2 separate regions of the Mus musculus genome follow, and region 2 is linked to region 1. A link is a contact called in public Hi-C data. All regions are on one chromosome and are shown on one strand. Each heading gives the region's core, a stretch centred on a gene start, on an enhancer-like site or on the middle of the called end of the contact. The rest is flanking DNA. Distances are from core to core; before and after follow the strand shown. Region 1 has its middle 460 kb from the start of Mir6344. Region 2 has its middle 67 kb from the start of Mir6344.

Region 1 (4,744 bases), core at 1,973-4,472:
AGCTCCGGGGTACTGGTTAGTTCATAATGTTGTTCCACCTATAGGGTTGCAGATCCCTTTAGCTCCTTGGCTACTTTCTCTAGCTCCTCCATTGGGAGCCCTGTGATCCATCCATTAGCTGACTGTGAACATCCACTTCTGTGTTTGCTAGGCCCCGGCATAGTCTCACAAGAGACAGCTACATCTGGGTCCTTTCAATAAAATCTTGCTAGTGTATGCAATGGTGTCAGCGTTTGGATGCTGATTATGGGGTGGATCCCTGGATATGGCAGTCTCTACATGGTCCATCCTTTCATCTCAGCTCCAAACTTTGTCTCTGTAACTCCTTCCATGGGTGTTTTGTTCCCAATTCTAAGGAGGGGCATAGTGTCCACACTTCAGTCTTCATTCTTCTTGAGAACTCACTTTTTAGACCAGGCTGGCCTCGAACTCAGAAATCTGCCTGCCTCTGCCTCTGCCTCTGCCTCCCAAGTGCTGGGATTAAAGGTATGCGCCACCACTACCCGGCTGGTACCCTTCTTTTCACAAATCACATGCATCTCCCCCAATAAAAAAACACACCCATTTCCACACCTGATTGACAGAGAACACAGAGAACACAGGAGTCATTGGACACCAGTGTCCTTCATCTCCAGTCATATCAAATGGAGAGCTGTGTTTGTTGCCAGCTTCCCAAGCATTTCTTTTGATCTTCACATCATTATACCTCTAGCTCAAACTAGCAACAGATTTGATTTTCAAAAGAATTCTAGGATTTATGGTTTATATAGTTTAATAAAAATATAAAAACAGTCACAATAGTATTCTTTCGGTGTAATACATATTTAAATCCTGAGTCTAAGGAAGATTATTGTTACTTAATGTCATCTTAATAATATTACATAGTTCTGGGACACTCAATGGTGGTGTTTTTATATGCTTAGTGTTGAAAATGGCATTAGAGGTTAGCTAAATGAGGAATAGTTTGGTGAATAAGGCACACTATGATCACCTACTGGCCTATTATATCAGTTGTCTTAAAATGTGGTATTAATATTAAAAATGACAATCATCTTCTTATTTTATATATGTTTGATAAGTTTAATTTGACAATGCAATGTGGTTAGATTTATAATGTTATCAATAAATTTTTACTACTTTCAGCTACAGACAATAGCTAATATGCAGAGATATTACAGGACATAGTGTTTGGTCCCCAAGAAATTTGTATTTTATATAAAGTAATCCCTAAACTATTTCTGATATAGGCATTCCTATGAAACAATCAATAGTATCTTTATGTTCAAGTAATTTGGCTGTATTCTGCCCATATATCCACACAGATTATTTGCTGTTTGATTGCACCATAAACAAAGAGGTTCTCTTTCCCAATCCCAGTTAGGAAAGGACTGTTGTCCCCATGGATGGTCCAGGCAGAATGCAACAGCTTCTTGTGAGTTCCTTGACAGTCCGTGTAAACCATAGATCCAATTGAGGTCAAATCCTACCAATATCTAAGAATTTACCTTAGATAATAACAAAACTCAATCCCTTTGACACACAGATGGACGAGACAGACTGAAAAGTCACGTGAGCCTTGGCAAGCACAGACAACTGTTTGTTATGTTTATCACCAAGTGTGGCTTTTTTCTTCCAAGGCTTTCTGAGTCTTTCCCTTTCCACCTCAAACTTCGTTCAACTTTTGCTTCTGTAGTTAACAATCTATGTCCACATAAAAGCCTGTGTGGAAAACTGGGGAAATGGGTAAAACGATTGTTGCACAAGACCTGAATTCAGATCCTCAACTCCTACACTAAAAAGTTGGGAATGGTTAAGAACCTATAATCCCAGCCCTGAGAGTCAGAGACAAGAAAATCCAAGGAGTTTCTCTGGCCAGCCAATGTGACTGAATCAGTGAACGTACAATTTATTGAAAGGCCCCATCACAAGATGTAAAGGGGAGAGTAAGAGTGACAGAGGACATGCTGATCACTGGCCTCCATGGGAACAGCATGATTAGGCATGCAAGCATTCACCAAATGTGCACACATAAACACACACACATATATACATAGCCAACACACACATACACATATACAAAACACAATATGCTCACATAATCACATGTGAAAAATAACTGTACAATGACAAAAAAGGTCATTGGCCCCAGACACTTGTTTTTGAATAATGACATGAGGATGACAATTATTTATTAATATCTAAATCATGCTTGTAGGTACATTTCTTCAAAGATAGACAATCTATTATAACTTCTGTTAGCTTCTGCAAGACTCATCACAAACTCAAAAGAAATGTTTCCATCCTTCTTCCTCTTCTGCCTCTTCTCCAAAGAATGTGAATAATGGGATTGGGTCCATCCTGGGTGGCAGTCAGGTTGGCTCTGCTGGATAACAGGGTATTATCTTCTTTGAAATGTTCACAAGAAGAAGATCAAAGGGAGCTCAGATCTTCATGTTTAACCATAGATTATGAGTCAACCAGAGTTGGCCCAAGACAAATATCTGATGTGTGGTTATTCATGTGGTGAGTCAATGCGCTAATCAGAGGCAGAGTTAATCTGCTGGGATTCCAGTTCACTATGCCAAACCTTCAAACACTCCATCCAAAGACTATGCAGTCATCTTTCTGCTATATATGGTTTTGCTTGTGTATCATGTTTCTTGTCCCACTACCACAAGATGAAGACATTAATTGCAGTAAGAAAAAAATGAAGTAATAAACTGATGGCAAGCTGACATTGAAAACAAGTTATTAAACCAAGTCGTGCCTGTGTAGTTTTACAGCTAGAACAGACCTCAGAGATGAAGGTAGGGTAAGTTTCTGTTTAGTTTTTTTTTTTTTTAGACAGGGTTTCTCTGTGCCATCCTGGCTGTCCTGGAATTCACTCTGTAGACCAGGCTGGCCTCGAACTCAGAAATCCACCTACCTCTACCTCCCAAGTGCTGGGATTAAAGGTGTGTGCCACCATTGCCCAACCAGGGTAGCTCTTTAGATAATAAACCACTTTTTGTGGCAACAATGGGATAAGCATCCGGGCTGAAGGCTACCTTTCACAACACCATTTTGAATCCCATTCAGACTTCTCTTAGGTGAGTGGTATGGAGGTTTTGGTTTAAAACACAGTTGCTCAAAATTAGGGATTACACCAATATGTGTCGAGCACCTGCTGAATGCTTGGTTCTGTTTTAGTCATAACCGAATCAGTGAGACAACAGTGAATCATTCAGACAGTTTGTGCTGTTAAGAGCTTGCATTCTGGCAAAGGTCAATTTTCCTTTCCACTAGAGGCCACTTGTAGTAGATCAATAGCAAGATAAGTGCTTAAACACACAAGGTAGAAAATAAAATAAATGATAGCTTTGGCTTCCTTTACTGTGAGTGAGTCTAGAATACTACTTCTGTTCTGGCAGTAGCTTCAATTAAGCTAGTGTAAGGATTTTATATCGATTAGAGTATTATCAATGGTCACAGCACGGTTATGTAAAATTTTCTAATTGTGCTTGAAGTCATATGAAAGCTACAATAAAATGTCTATATTAAGTGAGCTTCTGAATTGGAAGAAAGGTTGGGATTGAGTTCTACTTTTTAATTAATGTCCATGTTACCCAGAATAGTTAAAAATAAACAACCTTGGACAATTTTTCATTTCTTTGCAGGTATAGCTGGTTAGTCACTGTAACATTTTTTCAATTAGCAGAGAGGCTCAGAAAATGAAACAAAGGGACTCATAATCTCTACAGAGCATAACATGTAAGATTCACGTACACACACACACATACAAACAAACACAAATGTTATGTTTTGACAGCTGCTGCTGTTTTCATTCATTATATCCTTGCTGAACTCTTTCACACCACTATTAAAATTAGAGTCAGTCATATTCAAATATTTCTAGAGAAGCTAGGAACATGCATTCCGCATGTCATAGCATCACAGATTTTTAATGGAATGCAATGGAATAATTTGGATGCTGCTACCATTTTTAGAGGCACACAAAATATGATTATGTTTGACATAGAATGGTTCTAATTAGAAGTCAAGCAACTTATCAAAGGTTTGGGTAGAATTAAACCTTAACTGTTGATACATGTTTTTCCATACCACATAATCTTACAGCAAGAGAGGATACTTGGTAATGTTAGGGAGGGCATATTGAAATCCAGAAGAGGAAATTAACACAGGTATAAGTAAATAAATTCTATTGCAAGATGAGTGGCAAGAAGATGTATCATTCAAAACAGATATATATTACTTGCTTTTCTTTCTAGACAAATGTTAAGTCCAATAAGTATTTTCTCAGTATCCCACATTATATGCTGACATGACCATTTATTATAAAACCAAAACCAAAATTTAACATCATGATAGTTCAGTTCAGAAAATAGCTGAGAAAATTACCCAAGTCTTATCAGGACTCTTTGGAAAGCTTGGCCTTATTTCCAACAGTTTTTCAGCCTTTTCTTATTATTCCTTACTTTTCAAATTCCTATATCTGCACATGCCTTATGTATTATGGTTTATATATCGTGGGTTATGAAGATGGCTGGAGTGACTCTTGGCTTGATTTAATTGCATGTCAGCTCTCTCACTGTGCCTGGGGAAACAAATCATAATACTTTGGGAGGAAACTGGCTTGCTGAACACACTTTCTGCTATTCCTAAAGTGAGTTTTGTGTACTATTTAAGGTTTTTTTTTTTCTTACACTGTCTCCCCATCAGTCTCTGGTAGGGCATATTAAGGCAA
Region 2 (4,583 bases), core at 2,014-4,513, 530 kb after region 1:
CACAGACAGGCAGATCTCTGACTTCAAGACCAGCCTGGTCTACAGATTGAGTTCCAGGAAAGCCAATACTACACAGAGAAACCCTGTCTTGCAAGCAAACAAACAAACAACAAAAATAATCAAAATCCTTTGGGACAACATCCAGCACAAAGTAATCCATTATCCTTTTTCCTGAATTTCTCTGATTTTCTCCATCAGTGACAGTGTGCTTTTATGTGTGCTCTGATACGTGAGAGCCACGAGAATTTGACCCAGAAATGAAAACGAAAATTAGGTAACATGTGTAAATGAATTGGGAAGAATATATATCACATTTATTATCATGATAAGGAAAGTATACACTTAATACTTGATAAACTTTCCATTTGGGAAGTCATACCTCCTTTAGGTATCTGTCTGTACTTATGGACCTAGATCATTCTCCATCTGAACAATTTGCTATTTTAAAACCAAGATGTGCCACGAGTGGTTTAAATATAAGCAGCCCCAAACATCCTTTATTTATTTCTGATCTTGCCTTTTAATTAAAATTTAATATATGCATTGGGTAAATGCCTTAACCGTTGTTTCAGGCCAATTAGGATTAGAGAATGAATTGGGTGATGTCATTACCTGTTAACCTCTTGAAAGGACCGTAATCTCTAATAAAAGAGAGAAAAGACAGGGGCTTCAGAAATAGCTCAGTGGCTGAGAGCAAGTACTGTTCTTACAGAAGACCTGAGTTCAGTTCCCAGCACCCACATCAGGAAGCTCTCAACCTCCTATAACTACCCTTCTAGGGGTCTAATACCTCTGGCCTTGGATGGCACTTGCGCTCACATGCACACTCCCCACACATACACCTAATTAAATAGAAAATAACCCCTTTTTCTTTTAAAGAGGGAAACAAACATGGAGAAAAATAAACAAGCTCACTTGTCTGGACTCCAGTTACTAAGCCATTACTGTGTTGTTTTTGTTTTCAACAGAGTAGTGGCAATGGAGATTATGTTGGTCTTTCTACTCTACTGTTAACAAAACACAGCACAGTGAGGACTTTAAACAAAACATGTACATTCATTCTCCCAATGTTTTGGAGGCCAGGAATAAGATGTAAAGATGTTGGAGTACCTGCCTTCTCACTCTGCACTCTCATGGAAAAAGAATAGGGAGAAGGAGAGAAATTTAAGAAGGTGGGAAAGACAGAGGAGTAAAGAGAGACCAAAAAGAAGTCTTAATAAACAGAGACATTCTGGTATCTCTTTGTATACTCGTAAGGCCACTAATCCCAGCATGAAAACCCAACCCTCACACCACCAGGGGAACCTACTGGTTTCCCAGACAACTTTCTGCAAACATTCCATGGGTAGATCTAGGGTCTAAACACATTTTGGGAGGGTGAACACAATTTAGTTCTAAGTGTCAGTTAAATAATCAAATAAAACCATAGATATCTGAACCCATCACAGAAAGCAGATCTCTAGATTGTTTTGCTTTCAGTTCATGTGCATACGTGTGTGCCTGTGCATGTGGGGGTGGGGGAGGGCAGGGAGAGTAGACAAGAACCCAGAGCCTTTCCTTTGCTAGGTATATTAGTCAAGATTCTTCACAGGAATACAATGAATACAAGGAACTGATACAATGAATTGATACTAAAAGAGAACTATTAGACTGACTGACTTGCTAAGATTGGCAATTTCTTTCTCATACCACAGAGCCCCAGAACCCTGTATGCTCAGTCTACAAGACTATGTGTCTTCATAGTCTCAATCTGGTGCCATGAGCCTGAAATGTTCTTGAAGAGCTATTGATCTACAGTCCATGTTTGAAGTTCAAAGAAGTTAATTCTAATGTCAGTAAAAGAATTATCATCATAATCGGAATCACCATTATCAGCGGCAGCAGCAACAGAGTAGATGAATTCATCAACAAGTGGGAAGGCCAGCTGAGCAAATGGTAGCTTTCCTTCTTCATGTCCTTTCATCTGAACTGCAACCAGAGCATTCTACCTACATTTAGGGTAGGTCCCCCACATCGATTGATGCAATGAAGACAATCCCCCACAAACATGCTCAGGGGCCAACCCAGTGAACACACTCTTTCAATAAGACTCTCTCTCTCTCTCTAGGTGATTCAATGTCTTGTGAAGCTGACAACTAAAAGCTAACCATCAAGGTAGGCAGTCATTCTACCATTGGTACATACCAGCCCTGGAGATCTTAACTGAACAGATGAGAAATGAGAGAAATGGGGCATTATAGCCCAGGAACCTTCATTTAACAAATGAGAAAATGCAGAAATGGGAGCTGAAGAGTTAGAAGAGCTGTTTGCTCTTGCAAGGGACAGGAGTTCAGAACCCAGCACTGATACTACAACTTACAACTATCTGTATCCAATGCCCTCTTCTGGCCTTAAGGGCACAGGAACACAAATAGTGCATATACATGTAGGCAAGCACTCATACACGAAAAATAAACTTAAGCTAATCTTTTATAAAAGACAGAAATAGACATTAGTTTTCTTTGTTATGTGTGCCAATCTGTGTGTACGTGTGTGTGTGTGTGTGTCTGGGTCTGGGTCTGGGTGTGTCTGTGTGTGTAAGACAGGAAAAAAAAAAAAAACCTTGGACGTCATTTGTCAGCACTGTTCATCTTGCTTTCTTTCAGTCAGGCCCCTCATTCGCCTGGAACTTATAAAGTAGACTAGACTGGCTAGTCTGTGAGCCTAGTGGATCTACCTGCTTCAACAAGGGGACTCCACATCATGCCCTGCCTGATTTCTAAATGTGAGTTCTAAATTTCAAACGCAGGTCTTATGCCTACAAATCAAGGACTTTAGCAACTGAGCTACTTCCCCCACCCCGGGCCGGGGGTAAGTTGTTGTGAACCACCTGGATGCTTTAGCCAGCTATTACCACACACCAACATAAGGCTTCATCTTCTTGTTGTTTGAGCCTTTCTTACTTTGCTGTCCCGGTTTCCTTTATTTCAATAACAATTTGGCTCAGCTTGCTAAAAATACCCTTTTGTGCACTGTTGGTATTTTGTTTTGTTTTGTTTTTCTTTTTGGTTTCATTGTTACTCTGAACCCTAATTTTTGTGGTGAGACCAGAAAAGGCTGGTGCACTGGTAGCAAGCACATTTGTTTGAGGCTGGTGTGGCATTATGCAAACCTAGCTGTGAGGCCACAGCTCTGATGATTTCTGCAGTCCCGTTCCTTAATCACACACTCCTCTGGAATTTATTTCTGCCCAGGCAGAATCTGGGTATTAAATGCTTTGAGTTGCTATTCTTAGAGAGCCTCTATTTTTAGCAACAAACTGTCTCTCTGAGGTGCATACAGCTGCTCATTCACACTAAAGCCTTTTCCACAAAGCTCACATTCTCCTCCCTTCTTTTTGAGGCCCAAAAGGCCTCTGAGGAAAAACAAACAACATGGGTTATATTTAGTTTCCTATTCCACTATCATGAAGCTCTAAATCTAGAGGAAGTTATAAATATACTACAAGGAAACCGTTTCTCTCTCTCTCTCTCTCTCTCTCTCTCTCTCTCTCTCTCTCTCTTTCTCTCTCTCTCTTTCAATAGTACTATAACTCCACACTGAACTGTGGCAAAAGAAAAAGAAAAAGGGAAAAAGAAAAAAGAAGACGAGGGAGAGAGAGAGAGAGAGAGAGAGAGAGAGAGAGAGAGAGAGAAAGTAGAAAGCTACTCATATTAAAGAAGTCACATGAATTAGACCTTTAGAAGACACTGTCCTAATGAGGAACCAATAACACTAAGAAATGCTTAAGACAGATCAAAAGCGTTTTTAATATTCATAGAAAGTGGAAGGAATGTCAAAAATAACAAATACCACAAGCTGAACGGCTCTTGTGTTATATGTTTACTCTCTGAGAACATGCACTGAAGCAAACTGGAAGACGTAAGGGGATACCTTTTCCGCATCCCACAAACTGCAGGGCGGGCAGGCGCATTCCCAGCAGTGCTGCCAGATGAACCTTCCCCTGTTATCTCAAGGGCTTCCTCTTTTACTAACACAGAAGCCCAGAAAGTCTTCAGTGTGCTTGGAACTCCCAGCCCATGAAAAACCCAGTACCTGCTGCCAGCCAGTTGCCCTGAGACCAATTCTCTCTCCCTCCTGACCAACTGTAACTCATTTTCAAAACCTCTCTGGTGGGAGCGCCAGTAACCCATCCAACCCTTCCTCGGCGCCTCTTCTCATCTGTCTCAAAAGGATCCAGAGTCTTGACACACATCTCTTGGTCTGTACCTGCTTCTCCAGTTAGCTTGAGGAGTATTACAGCGGGGCGGGCGGGGGAGGGTGGGGTAAGACAGGGGGTGCTCTGCTAGGTGGACAACTTTTTGTGGATCTCCAGGCTTTTTTTTTTTCTGTTTTGAGGGGAGTGGACACACATCTTAAGGGGTTGAGTACCTTCTACACTTCCATTTTGCCATCTGAAAAATTTGTCGAAACGAATAGTATAAGTCATTTATGTAAATACCCAAGCCACGATCCTACTCGTGGGAACAGCGGCTCTATGAATGGACATAATTTTTCTTATTCACTAGCCTGAATTCCCCTTTCAAGGCTCATCATGAGCTCTG

The links. A called contact is a pair of places that touch in the nucleus more often than the background predicts.
Region 2: a Hi-C map of myocytes shows a contact between it and region 1, with 2.7 times the contacts expected there. The contact joins two enhancer-like sites. A contact is called at or near these places in 1 of 484 Hi-C or Micro-C datasets (myocytes) and 2 of 115 datasets of contacts at active chromatin or transcription factors (fibro-adipogenic progenitors and large pre-B cells).

The regions. Positions count from the first base shown.
Region 1 is chr1:81,668,764-81,673,507 of GRCm38.p6, forward strand. No RefSeq gene overlaps it. Among named protein-coding and RNA genes, the nearest start is that of Mir6344, 460 kb to the right of the region's middle. Within about 2 kb of position 3,223, at least 15 of the 459 cell types and tissues checked have an H3K27ac peak or open chromatin away from gene starts, as enhancers often do. A contact at or near this core is called in myocytes, where this site is marked.
Region 2 is chr1:82,196,863-82,201,445 of GRCm38.p6, forward strand. No RefSeq gene overlaps it. Among named protein-coding and RNA genes, the nearest start is that of Mir6344, 67 kb to the left of the region's middle. Within about 2 kb of position 3,264, at least 67 of the 459 cell types and tissues checked have an H3K27ac peak or open chromatin away from gene starts, as enhancers often do. A contact at or near this core is called in myocytes, where this site is marked.